3 separate regions of the Mus musculus genome follow, and all the other regions are linked to region 2. Evidence: chromatin contacts called from public HiChIP or PLAC-seq and promoter capture Hi-C data. All regions are on one chromosome and are shown on one strand. The core of a region is the stretch at or near the end of the contact, and the rest is flanking DNA. Distances in the headings are between cores, read along the strand shown. Region 1 overlaps Kcnh2 (potassium voltage-gated channel, subfamily H (eag-related), member 2). Region 2 holds the start of Nupl2 (nucleoporin like 2). Region 3 overlaps Fam126a (family with sequence similarity 126, member A).

The links. Promoter capture Hi-C pulls out the DNA fragments that hold promoters and counts their contacts. HiChIP or PLAC-seq counts read pairs in DNA pulled down with a chosen protein or histone mark.
Region 1: a FOXA1 HiChIP or PLAC-seq map of pancreatic cancer cells shows a contact between it and region 2. The contact joins the enhancer-like site here to the promoter of Nupl2 in region 2. A contact is called at or near these places in 1 of 39 promoter capture datasets (embryonic stem cells), 3 of 484 Hi-C or Micro-C datasets (cardiomyocytes and embryonic stem cells), 6 of 115 datasets of contacts at active chromatin or transcription factors (cardiomyocytes, embryonic stem cells, pancreatic cancer cells and 1 more) and 3 of 9 other capture datasets (adipose tissue, embryonic stem cells and liver).
Region 3: a promoter capture Hi-C map of 3T3-L1-derived adipocytes shows a contact between it and region 2, with 4 times the contacts expected there. The contact joins the enhancer-like site here to the promoter of Nupl2 in region 2. A contact is called at or near these places in 3 of 39 promoter capture datasets (the 3T3-L1 cell line, 3T3-L1-derived adipocytes and hematopoietic stem and progenitor cells), 2 of 115 datasets of contacts at active chromatin or transcription factors (bone marrow-derived macrophages and embryonic stem cells) and 2 of 9 other capture datasets (adipose tissue and pancreatic islet).

Annotation. Positions count from the first base shown.
Region 1 is chr5:24,318,615-24,322,147 of GRCm38.p6, reverse strand. It overlaps Kcnh2 (potassium voltage-gated channel, subfamily H (eag-related), member 2), which reads left to right. Exons shown (of 15, transcript NM_013569.2): 12 at 1-202; 13 at 326-512; 14 at 726-903; 15 at 1,999-2,559. The coding sequence ends at 2,148. It overlaps Gm15589 (a long non-coding RNA gene), which reads right to left. Exons shown (of 4, transcript XR_003955875.1): 2 at 3,130-3,206. Among named protein-coding and RNA genes, the nearest start is that of Gm15589, 9.0 kb to the right of the region's middle. Within about 2 kb of position 1,432, at least 115 of the 459 cell types and tissues checked have an H3K27ac peak or open chromatin away from gene starts, as enhancers often do. A contact at or near this core is called in pancreatic cancer cells, where this site is marked.
Region 2 is chr5:24,163,686-24,166,860 of GRCm38.p6, reverse strand. Nupl2 (nucleoporin like 2) reads right to left here and starts at 1,898. Exons shown (of 7, transcript NM_153092.4): 1 at 1,658-1,898. The coding sequence starts at 1,784.
Region 3 is chr5:23,966,523-23,969,712 of GRCm38.p6, reverse strand. All of the region lies in intron 10 of Fam126a (family with sequence similarity 126, member A), which reads left to right. Among named protein-coding and RNA genes, the nearest start is that of Fam126a, 63 kb to the left of the region's middle. Within about 2 kb of position 1,837, at least 17 of the 459 cell types and tissues checked have an H3K27ac peak or open chromatin away from gene starts, as enhancers often do. A contact at or near this core is called in 3T3-L1-derived adipocytes, where this site is marked.

The sequences.
Region 1 (3,533 bases), core at 183-2,682, 160 kb before region 2:
GGACAGCCGGGAGGGCCATGGGGGGAGAGCCCATCCAGCGGCCCTTCCAGCCCAGAGAGCAGTGAAGATGAGGGCCCTGGTCGCAGCTCCAGTCCCCTCCGCCTGGTGCCCTTCTCCAGCCCCAGGCCTCCGGGAGACCCCCCAGGTGGGGAGCCTTTGACAGAGGATGGGGAGAAAAGTGACACCTGTAATCCCTTGTCAGGTAGGCCTGGGCCTTGGGGTGGGGGTGGGAGTGAGTGAGTGTGGGGGATGGGCAGTATGGGGGATGGGTAGGGACTGGCAGGGGCCTGACTTTCTTCCTGACCCCACTCCTCTCTGGCTCCAGGTGCCTTCTCTGGGGTGTCCAATATTTTCAGCTTCTGGGGGGACAGTCGGGGGCGCCAGTACCAGGAGTTGCCTCGATGCCCTGCCCCTGCCCCCAGCCTCCTCAACATCCCCTTGTCTAGCCCTGGTCGGCGATCCCGGGGTGATGTGGAGAGCAGGCTGGACGCACTCCAGAGACAGCTGAACAGGTAAAGATGGGTGCCCAGGGAATGGGCACGGGGTAGGCTGCACTGTGGGGGAACTTGGGGCCTCTTTGGGTTTCTGCTGATGTTTCAGGGGTGCTCTGTCTAGGACTGTCTGTGCCAGGCAGGTGGACCCTCTCCTTCCTCAGCTGCATGAGGAGGGAGCCTAGAGTGAACCAGCTATCTCCACTTCTGAGAAATCTTCCTTCCTTGCCCCAGGCTGGAAACCCGGCTAAGTGCAGACATGGCCACTGTCCTACAGCTGCTACAGAGGCAAATGACCCTGGTCCCTCCTGCCTACAGTGCTGTGACCACCCCTGGGCCCGGCCCCACTTCCGCATCCCCTTTGTTGCCTGTCGGCCCTGTCCCCACTCTCACCCTGGACTCGCTTTCTCAGGTACATTCTAGAGCCCACTCCCAGCCTCCAGCCGCACCCTCTCTGCCCCAACGACTGCACAGCTGCTGGGTGTGAAATGTGGCTTCCTCACCCCCATCCTCTTCTACCTGCTCCTGCCAGGCAACCTAAGGGCCAGATGTAAACATGATGTCTGAGCCTGGGCCTTGGGTCTGGATGCTGCCTGAGAGTGGTCCCTGCTGTGGTTATCCCCCTCTGACTTTGCCGCCTCTCATCTTGGCTCTTACTCTAGCAGTGCTATAGCCTCCTGAAGGCTGCTGGCATGTCCAGGGTGCCAAGATCAAGGCTCTGAGATAGGACCTCCCTGATCCACATCTCTTCTCTTTGAGTAACCTCCTGAAGGACAGCTGTAGCTGGGTCTTTTCTGCCAGCTCTAGCTTTGATAGGTGCTTGAAGGGGGTGGGGGTGGGGGCTCCTATGGCACCCAGAGGTGGCTTGGGATCTACTCCCACCCCCAGCTCTGCTCCCTGTCCCATATGCTGCTTGCTCCTGTTTGCAGACACCAGGGCCCACGTCAGCAAATGTGCCAGTCTCCCTTCACAGCCTCCCCCGCAGGGATCTCACCAGTAGACACGTCAGCACCCACAAATCCCTCCTGCCCGCCCTAGCGCTCTCCCTGGCCTCAGAGACCTGGCCGCTGGCCCACTGTTGTTTCCAGGGCCCCAGGGTTCTTTGGAAAATTGCAAGGAGGCACCTTGTCTCTCTCTGTCTTAGCTGCCTTCCCAAAGCAGGGACTTCTTATTCCATGTAGGCTTTGCTCCCGCTGCCCTGGCACATTCCCTAGGGAAGGGAGAGGCTAGAGCTTGGAATCCAGCTTCTCCGGGTCCAGAGCAAGGTCCTCTGTCAGGGTGGCTGTGAGTGGCTCTCAGCCCTTTCATTTGGCTCCTGCCACAAAGGTGCATTTCTTTACAGAAGTTGCAGCCTTCTTGTCCCCTCAGGTCCCCACTCTGCCCACCTAAGCCTCTCTGACCTCCAGTCTCCGCCCCTTCCTCCTCCCCCACGTTTCTGACCTCCGGTCTCCGCCCCTTCCTCCTCCCCCACGTTTGAGTGCCTTCTCAAGCTCTGTGGTCTTTGCAGGTTTCCCAGTTCGTGGCGTTTGAGGAGCTTCCTGCAGGAGCCCCAGAGCTCCCCCAAGATGGCCCCACTCGACGCCTCTCCCTGCCCGGCCAGCTGGGGGCCCTTACCTCCCAGCCCCTGCACAGACATGGCTCAGATCCAGGCAGTTAGTGATGCTGCCCACTGTGGACATGTGGCTCACCCTGGGTTCAGGGCATTACCTGACCGCTCTCCTTGGAGACCCTGGTTTGGAGGGGAGACCTGTGCAGAAGCACCTCCATCCCCACCCTTGGGACCAGCATCTCCTCCTGCAATACCCTGGGCCCCACTGGGAGGGGCAGGACAGAGCTGGGCAGTGGATGGGGGTCTGTGGTCCCCCCACTGCCCTGGGGGCATTAGCTGGTCTAACTGCCCGGAGGCACCGGCCCTGGGCCTTAGGCACCTCAAGGACTTTTCTGCTATTTACTGCTCTTATTGTTAAGGATAATAATTAAGGATCATATGAATAATTAATGAAGATGCTGATGACTATGAATAATAAATAATTATCCTGAGGAGACTCCAGGGTGCTGGTTAGCTTCAGCCATCACCTGCTGTATCTCATGTTTATGTTCTAAACGTACTTAAGTGGCAGTGCCAGAGCCTCTGTACAGGGATCCTGGCCTCTCTATGTCCAGGCCTACAGGGGTGACCAGATATCCTTCCCCTTTTCTGTGTGTGTGTTTGTGTGTGTGTGCGCGCACACATGTGCGGGCACATGCCTTCTCATATACCCATGTACCCATGTACATAAAAGATGGAGAGTGTTTCCTGGAGCCAGACAATATGGTCCTGGATTTGGGACAACCAAGCCATGTGGGCTACTTTGAGTCTGATAGGCTACTTGTACCCTGAGTGCAACCCTTCACAATCATGCTGATTTACTTCCTGGGCACTGGTCCTAAGTCAGCCCTACATGGTAAAACCACACACTTGTCCCTCTCAAATAGTTCACAAGTCCGGCATCACACCCACCTGGGTTCTCTTTGGTCAGAGTTCAGCTTCCCTACCCCTCATTGGCTTTAGGTTGACCTTGTATAGTTGGGTCTCACATGGGTCTGGCTTCCCCACTGTGACCAGCACATACCTGTGTCTAGCTCCAGGTGATCTTACCTTGATTACCTTGGTCCCTTGTGACTGTTGGCCACAGAGGAGCTGCTGAGAAGATGGAGGTTGCAAGGTGGCTCATTCTGTTGGAAGTAAGTCAAGCATATATCTTGAGGATAGTGACGATTCCCCTTGCTTATGTGTGCAGGTTTGTGTGCACTTGTGTTGTTGGACTTGTGAACACACCCTGCAGAGATGATGCCTGCATGTGCCAGGCAAAGGCAGCGGTGAGTTTTGCTATAAGGCTGGCTTATAGGTGACAGTGCTGCCAGAGGCTGCCCAGACTGGTCCTCAAGATCCCTCTCCTCCTCTGTCCCTTTGAGATGAGTATGCTAACTTTGAAGATAAGCATGGTAGAGCAGCCTAGAGACTCTCCCAGCACCCAGTCAGGAAGAAGGGAGGGACGTCTC
Region 2 (3,175 bases), core at 649-3,148:
GCGGTGAGCCCAGCTCGGTCAAGGCCCTCATTTGACCTATCATTGGATGTGTGTGTATGCTTCTGCACTGGGCCATAGAGACAATGAATGAAAGAGAACAATGAATAAACTGGATAATAAAAAGGGTTAAATTTTACTTTCTGTCCTTAAATAGGTATTTAAAAAGTGTTTGCCTCTGTCTTTACTTTGTGGACACAATGCCCACAACCTATCCTTCATATAGAGATCGCAGAGCTTACTAATAGGTAAAGTATAGCGTAGATTTCTAACAACTCATAAAATAATAATAATAAGCCAATAGGACTTGTTTCAGGTTTTGATACTGTTTTTAATCTTATCACTTCCTAGTTTATGCTAGGATAAAGGTAATTTATCTTAGGATTTAGAAAATATATCACTTAATATATACTAAAAACAGACTGATAGAGTACTCCTCTGGCTGAAATAGACATGCCTTTAGTACACAGCTTTAATCTCAGACATCGAAAGTAAAGTTAGTCTGTAGAAGGAAGCAGCTATGTTTGAAAGTGGTATCTAATTGAGTGCCAGACAAAGTGACAAATCAGAGAAAAATTTGACAGAATAGGATATGCCCAGCTCTCACAGGAGGAGGAACAGGAAGCTACGTAAGATGGAGCAGAGCAGAGGGAAAGAGAGAGGTATTTAAGGCCCAAATGTGGGCCTTAAAATTACAAAGCATTCTTTTTCTTTCTTTTCATTCTAAAGTTTTATTTGTATTTTTCCCCTAATTATCTATCTACTGAACATTTACTTGCAAATTACTACATTTAAAGTAGGTTTCCAGAGACCAAATGGCAAACATTCCTCTCAGCAGTCCCTGGGAGTATACCAGTATCTATCGGAACCTGACTCCTAATTTGGAGTCTTTCACTAGAAGCATTGTAGATGATACAATCTGTCTCCTCCACGAAAAGACTGGAAATATGAAACCAGCATGAACACAGGGGCTGGAGGAGCCTTAAAGAGAAGGGGAAAGAGAAGCACCCACTGACAACGTCACGAACTAGGTTCCACTGGGCAGTGGTAGCACATGACTTTAATTTCAGCACTCAGGAGGCAGAGGCAGGTGGATCTCTGTGAGTTCAAGGCCAGCCTGGTCTACAAAGAGTTTTTCAGGACAGCTAGGGCTGTTACACAGAGAAAGCCGATCTCTGAAAACCTAAAAACCAAAACAAACAAAAAACTAGGTTCCAAAATTAAGAGAACAAAACGTATTTATCTGACTTCTAAAACCTTGTTTTGTGCTGGTTTAATGTCTAACCCCTGAATACCCTTTCCACAAAACTTGTAAGGTTCTTGACCCAGTGTCGGAAGCTACTAACTAAAGCCCAGATTTTAAGAGCTTGTGATCACGGACAAGGAAGGGGAAAGAGTAGAGAAAGGGGTCTGAATGAACCCACGTGAATTCTCCCTACCACTGCCATTCACCAAAAAGGAGGTTTTGATGAAGATATCTCTAATTTAAAAACGCAGTGTTTGACAGGAGCACCCAAGTCCAAACGCCTGTCCACGTGTGACGATCAGAAACGACTTGTCAAACTACTGGGGGTGAGACGTCGCATGCCAGGGCAGGGGCCCGGGGTGGAGGTGTGCGTCCGCAGCAAGTGGCCCTGGCTCAAGGCTCCCAGACCGTCACCTGAGGGTGGCTGCTGCTGCGGTGGCGGCTGCCGAGCCCCGCCCGCACCCCGGGCGCCGGGATGCTCGTTCCAGCAGCGGTCTCCGAAGCGGCACCGGCCTTGAAGGAAAAACTGGCATATGGTCATGGTAGCGCCGTCCCAGCTCGACCCTGCTCGCGGTCGCCGGCGAGGGCCCAGGCTCCAGCAACCGAGGCCCGGCTAGTGTGACGTCATCGCCCCGCGCCCAGAGGCTCTGTGACCAGTGTGCCGTGAGCCGCGTGGGCTTTAGCCAATGGGATTTAAGAAGAGCAGAGCTGTCAGCGCTCGGGTATGCTGAAATGGGACGCGGTCGTTGGATCCCTGACCCGGACCCGGACCCGGACCTGAACCCGGACCCGAATCTAGAGAATACCAGATATAGCAGACAACCAGCAACCCTCTAGTTGGCTGTATACAGTCTGCGAGACTCATTCGTTCTTTACATTTACTTGGGGGGGGGGGAGGTAAAAATGGGCTTAACAACGAAAAAAAATCTGTTTATCAAGAGAGATTATTTACAGAAAGCCAGCTGTAACCAGGAAACAGGACTCAATGCAGGCGAAAAGCATCTATTAGTTTCTTAGTCGGTAATGTCTTAAAATTTCACGTAAATGTTGCCTTTTGAAATTTCATCAGGAAAAATGACAAAGAGTAAAACCGACACAGAAGCAGCCCGATTTTCCTCAGGAGCAGTTTCAGATAAAGGTTTTCTGAAAGTATCCAATTTACTGTTTTTTGTTTGTTTTGTTTGTTTTGTTGAGATACGGTCTTACTAGCTGGCCTCGAACCCACAGAAATCCACCTACCTTAGTGCTAAGATCAAAACCGTACACCCACTACGTTTCATTTATTATCTTTACAGTTCTCATGCAGGACCCTGTATCAGTATAAAACAAGTACATTATATAACAATGAAATGAAATTGCTCTTGGAAATTAAAATTGGAGAATGGGGATAAACTAAGAGTTGAAGGCAGCTTAGAGACTCCTCAGACTCAAAGTATACCTTGAGTCTCATTTTATATTTTGGTTATGCTAGAGGATGGAGAGATCAAAAGCAAAACTCTAACTAGTAATCCTAACACTTGTGATGGTAAATACTGTCAACTTGATTACTTTTAGAATCACCATAGACACAAATCTCTGGACTTGGAGGGTCAGACTTAGATCCCCATAGATACACACCTTTGAGCATGTCTGTGAAGATGCTTTCACAAAGGTTGAACTGGAAAGATGTACCCTTAATGAGGACTGCATTCTCAAAGGAGTGGGCACACACTGAATAAAAAGGCAAATTCAAGTTGAACATCCATTGCTGTTGCTAGACTGCAAATACAATGTGCCCAGCTGTCTCATGCTCCTGTTGAAATCCCGTCCAAGCTGTGCTAGACTGTACCTTAATCTGTGAGCCAGAATCAACACATGCTTCTGAGGTTGCTTTTACCAGGGTTTGTCATAGTAATAGGAAACACAATCTAGATAGCTCTATATGTAGGTGTA
Region 3 (3,190 bases), core at 588-3,087, 200 kb after region 2:
TTCTTTTTACCACCTAAAAATATTTATTATCTTAAGCTGTGAGTTACTTGACTGACTAAAAGGAAAAAACATTTTCCAAGCTTACCTTTTTCCTATGTTCTATATTTTCATCTTAATTTATAATCGTGTAATAGAGATTCATTCAGTTAATTAAGAAGTACATTTATTAGGGCTAAGGAGATGGCTCAGTGGTTGGGAGTACAACCATTTTTAACTCCAGTTCCAGGGGATTGGAAGCCCTTTTCTAGCCCACACAGCACTAGGCACAAAGGTAGTGCATATGTGTGTGTGTGTGTGTGTGTGTGTGTGTGTGTGTGTGTGTGTGTGTGTGTGTACATGAGAAATACTTGTACATACAGAATAAACATTTTAAAAATTTAAAAAAGACACTAACCAGTAATAGTCTCTGCTAAGCTTGTATTAGGCATTTAACAGTGGCCAAATAACACTTAATCTGTGTAGAATATACAACTAGGTAGACAAGGTAACTGTAGCTTGTTATAAGTGATTTTTAAAGAAACAGAATAGAAGAGAAGGCATATGAAATGTAGGGATGTTGAGACTTTTGATGGGGCGACAGGGAAGTCTTCATTGACGAGGTTTCTGAGGAAGTAAGATGTGCCTTCCAGCTATTGGGGAAGCCCAGGAGGCCAGTCCAACACGCTGGGGAACAAGGGACTCAGGCACAAGAGTCTCACAGTAGAAAATGCTGAAGAGACATTAAGGAAAGGATTATGTACTAAATACTTGGGTTATATAATCATGTTTCTCCACTGTCTAATCTTCCTAAGAGTTGTCTTTTCTTTCTTGCTGTTTCCAGAATAACATGTTTTTCTTTTTGTTTAGTTTACTGAGTACGCAGACATTTCAGTTCCCTTAGAACAACCACATTTAATTTAATTGGAGGTTATTGTTACATTTAATTTCATGATTTCCTCTCTGCTCAGCCCCTGACCTCTGTCCTGAGAGTGACTAACAATTCATCTGCTAGCTTCGCTTTACAAATACCCTTCTTCCATTTCTGACTCCCTGCAAATTTCTATTGGCGAATCAACATTTTTAAACCATTAACTTCCATCAGCATGTTTTCACAAATAAAACCAATTAAAAATAAAAACAAACTGACCTTGAGTTATAAATTCTTCAGGTATTCTTCTAGAGTGTTTTTACTGTGACTCTTTATTCAGCCACAGTAAATTATTTGCCTTCTTTGAAGTGACCAAGAATCTAGACAGATAAATTAAACATTGTTGGGAGATGTTAGAGAATGTTTGCGTCAGGCTGGTTCTGACAAATTGAGTTAGAATTCACTGTGTGGATGGATGGACATTTGAAACTAAAAGTCTCATTTCTTTACCTAGTGCTTTCTGAACTGCAGTTTCCTCTTAGCAAATGGGGATTAATTAAATGGTCCACTTCAGAGTCTCACTACCATGTTGTTTTGAGAATATTATAGAGTAATATGTAAGAATGTGCTTTAAAAAAAAGTGCTGTTGAGTATCCCTTATTCTGTTAGAACACCTATATGTATCTTAAAAAAATTTTTTTTTATAAAGCTTAAATATTAGTTACTTTTGGAGATTTTTTTTGGTTGGTTGGTTGGTTGGTTTTTATTTGTTTTGTTGTTGTTTTTGTTTTTATGCCCTGGTAACTGCCAACATTTTTTATTCTCCCTCTGAACTGAATGTCTTTGTAATTTTCTTTCTTGACGTGGTTTCTACAGTATAAGTGAACGAGTCTTGGCTGCCACCCAACAGTGTCATGGTGACTACTCTGTGTTGCTATAACCTCTGCCACACACCATGATAAGAACCGATTTGCCCTTACTTTTGAAAATAGCTGTTGGAAAGTGGGGGTAGGCTTAGCTGGTTCCACACACAGGAACAGCGGGGTTCCAAAGCCCACTAGCCTCAGCCTGCCTGAGAATGGGGAACTTGGTATGTGAGGCAAATCAGACATGATCAGGCTAGGATCATGGATGCGGGGCAACAGGAGCTTCAAGGAGATGGAAAGTGTTCCCTGTGGCTAGCCGTGGCAGGCAGGGCCCGGGTGGGAATCCACTTTCAAACTGTGAAGGATTCAGAGCAGAGCGTTGATTTCTAAACAGCTGCATGCTAGTCACCTGGGAGCTCAAGATGTGTAGTGCCCAAACTACTTCATCCTATGGATGAATCAGGTTGCTGTGGTGAAAATGGGCACCTGGAAGGCTCCAGGATGGCAGATGTCAGTGAAGCTCGGCCTCCCTGGATCGTGCAGCTGTGGCCTCTGTTCTTTTACTGTGGCATGCTGTTTAGCAGACTTCAGCAAAATTCATAAGGCTTTGACGATTCTAGCTCCGCAAACAAAATCATTCTTCTCAACAGATTTGTGTGCTACATCTTAATGGGTATACAGTGTTCTTGGTTTTGGTTGTTTTGTCTGTTGTTATGGAGTTTAAATTTCACCACTGGTCTATTTTTCACATATTTATGTTATTTTTACTACTTATTATAGATATTTACTTAAGATCTTTAAAACCTTTTATATTTAAGGCACAGAATAAAGTTATCTTGATAGATATTTACTAGTTATGAGTTTTGTTCATTTGTTTGAATTACTGAGGCTGTTTTCAGGGTAAACTGAGAACCAGTTGGCTTTTCATATCTTGTTTTCATTTTTCTTCATTGTAGCACATCAAAATGTATAGTCTCAATAGGAACCTGAAGAAATGGACTGCTTAATTCTACCTTAAGCACATAAATGTTACTGATATTTGAGATTCTGAGTGTGTGAGACAAGAAGGGTTGCTAAGCACCAAGGCATGATTGAATAAGCAGTACCTTAATTATCATGGTTGATTATTAAGTCAGACTGGATGTAGTCTAATAAAAAATAAGATTTGAAGTGTACAAAGGGGACTTTCTAATTACTTTGGTTATCATTGTTGACAAGAGACAGAGTTTTTGCCTATAATTTGGGAGCTTTTACCTAAAGTTTATGTAAACTTAGTTGGTCACAATATTTTTAAAAGGCATTCTGTTTTCCTTTGTGAAAAAAATGTGTTTCATATTCCATGTAAAATGTGTGTGAAAATACAGAAAGTGAACTGATGCTCACTGGGCTCCTGTGCTGCCGCAGGATTGTAAATGAAGGGACTGACAGTGTGCGTGTTTGCCTTAAGTTATACCATTCAATCATCCAGTTTTGTTCT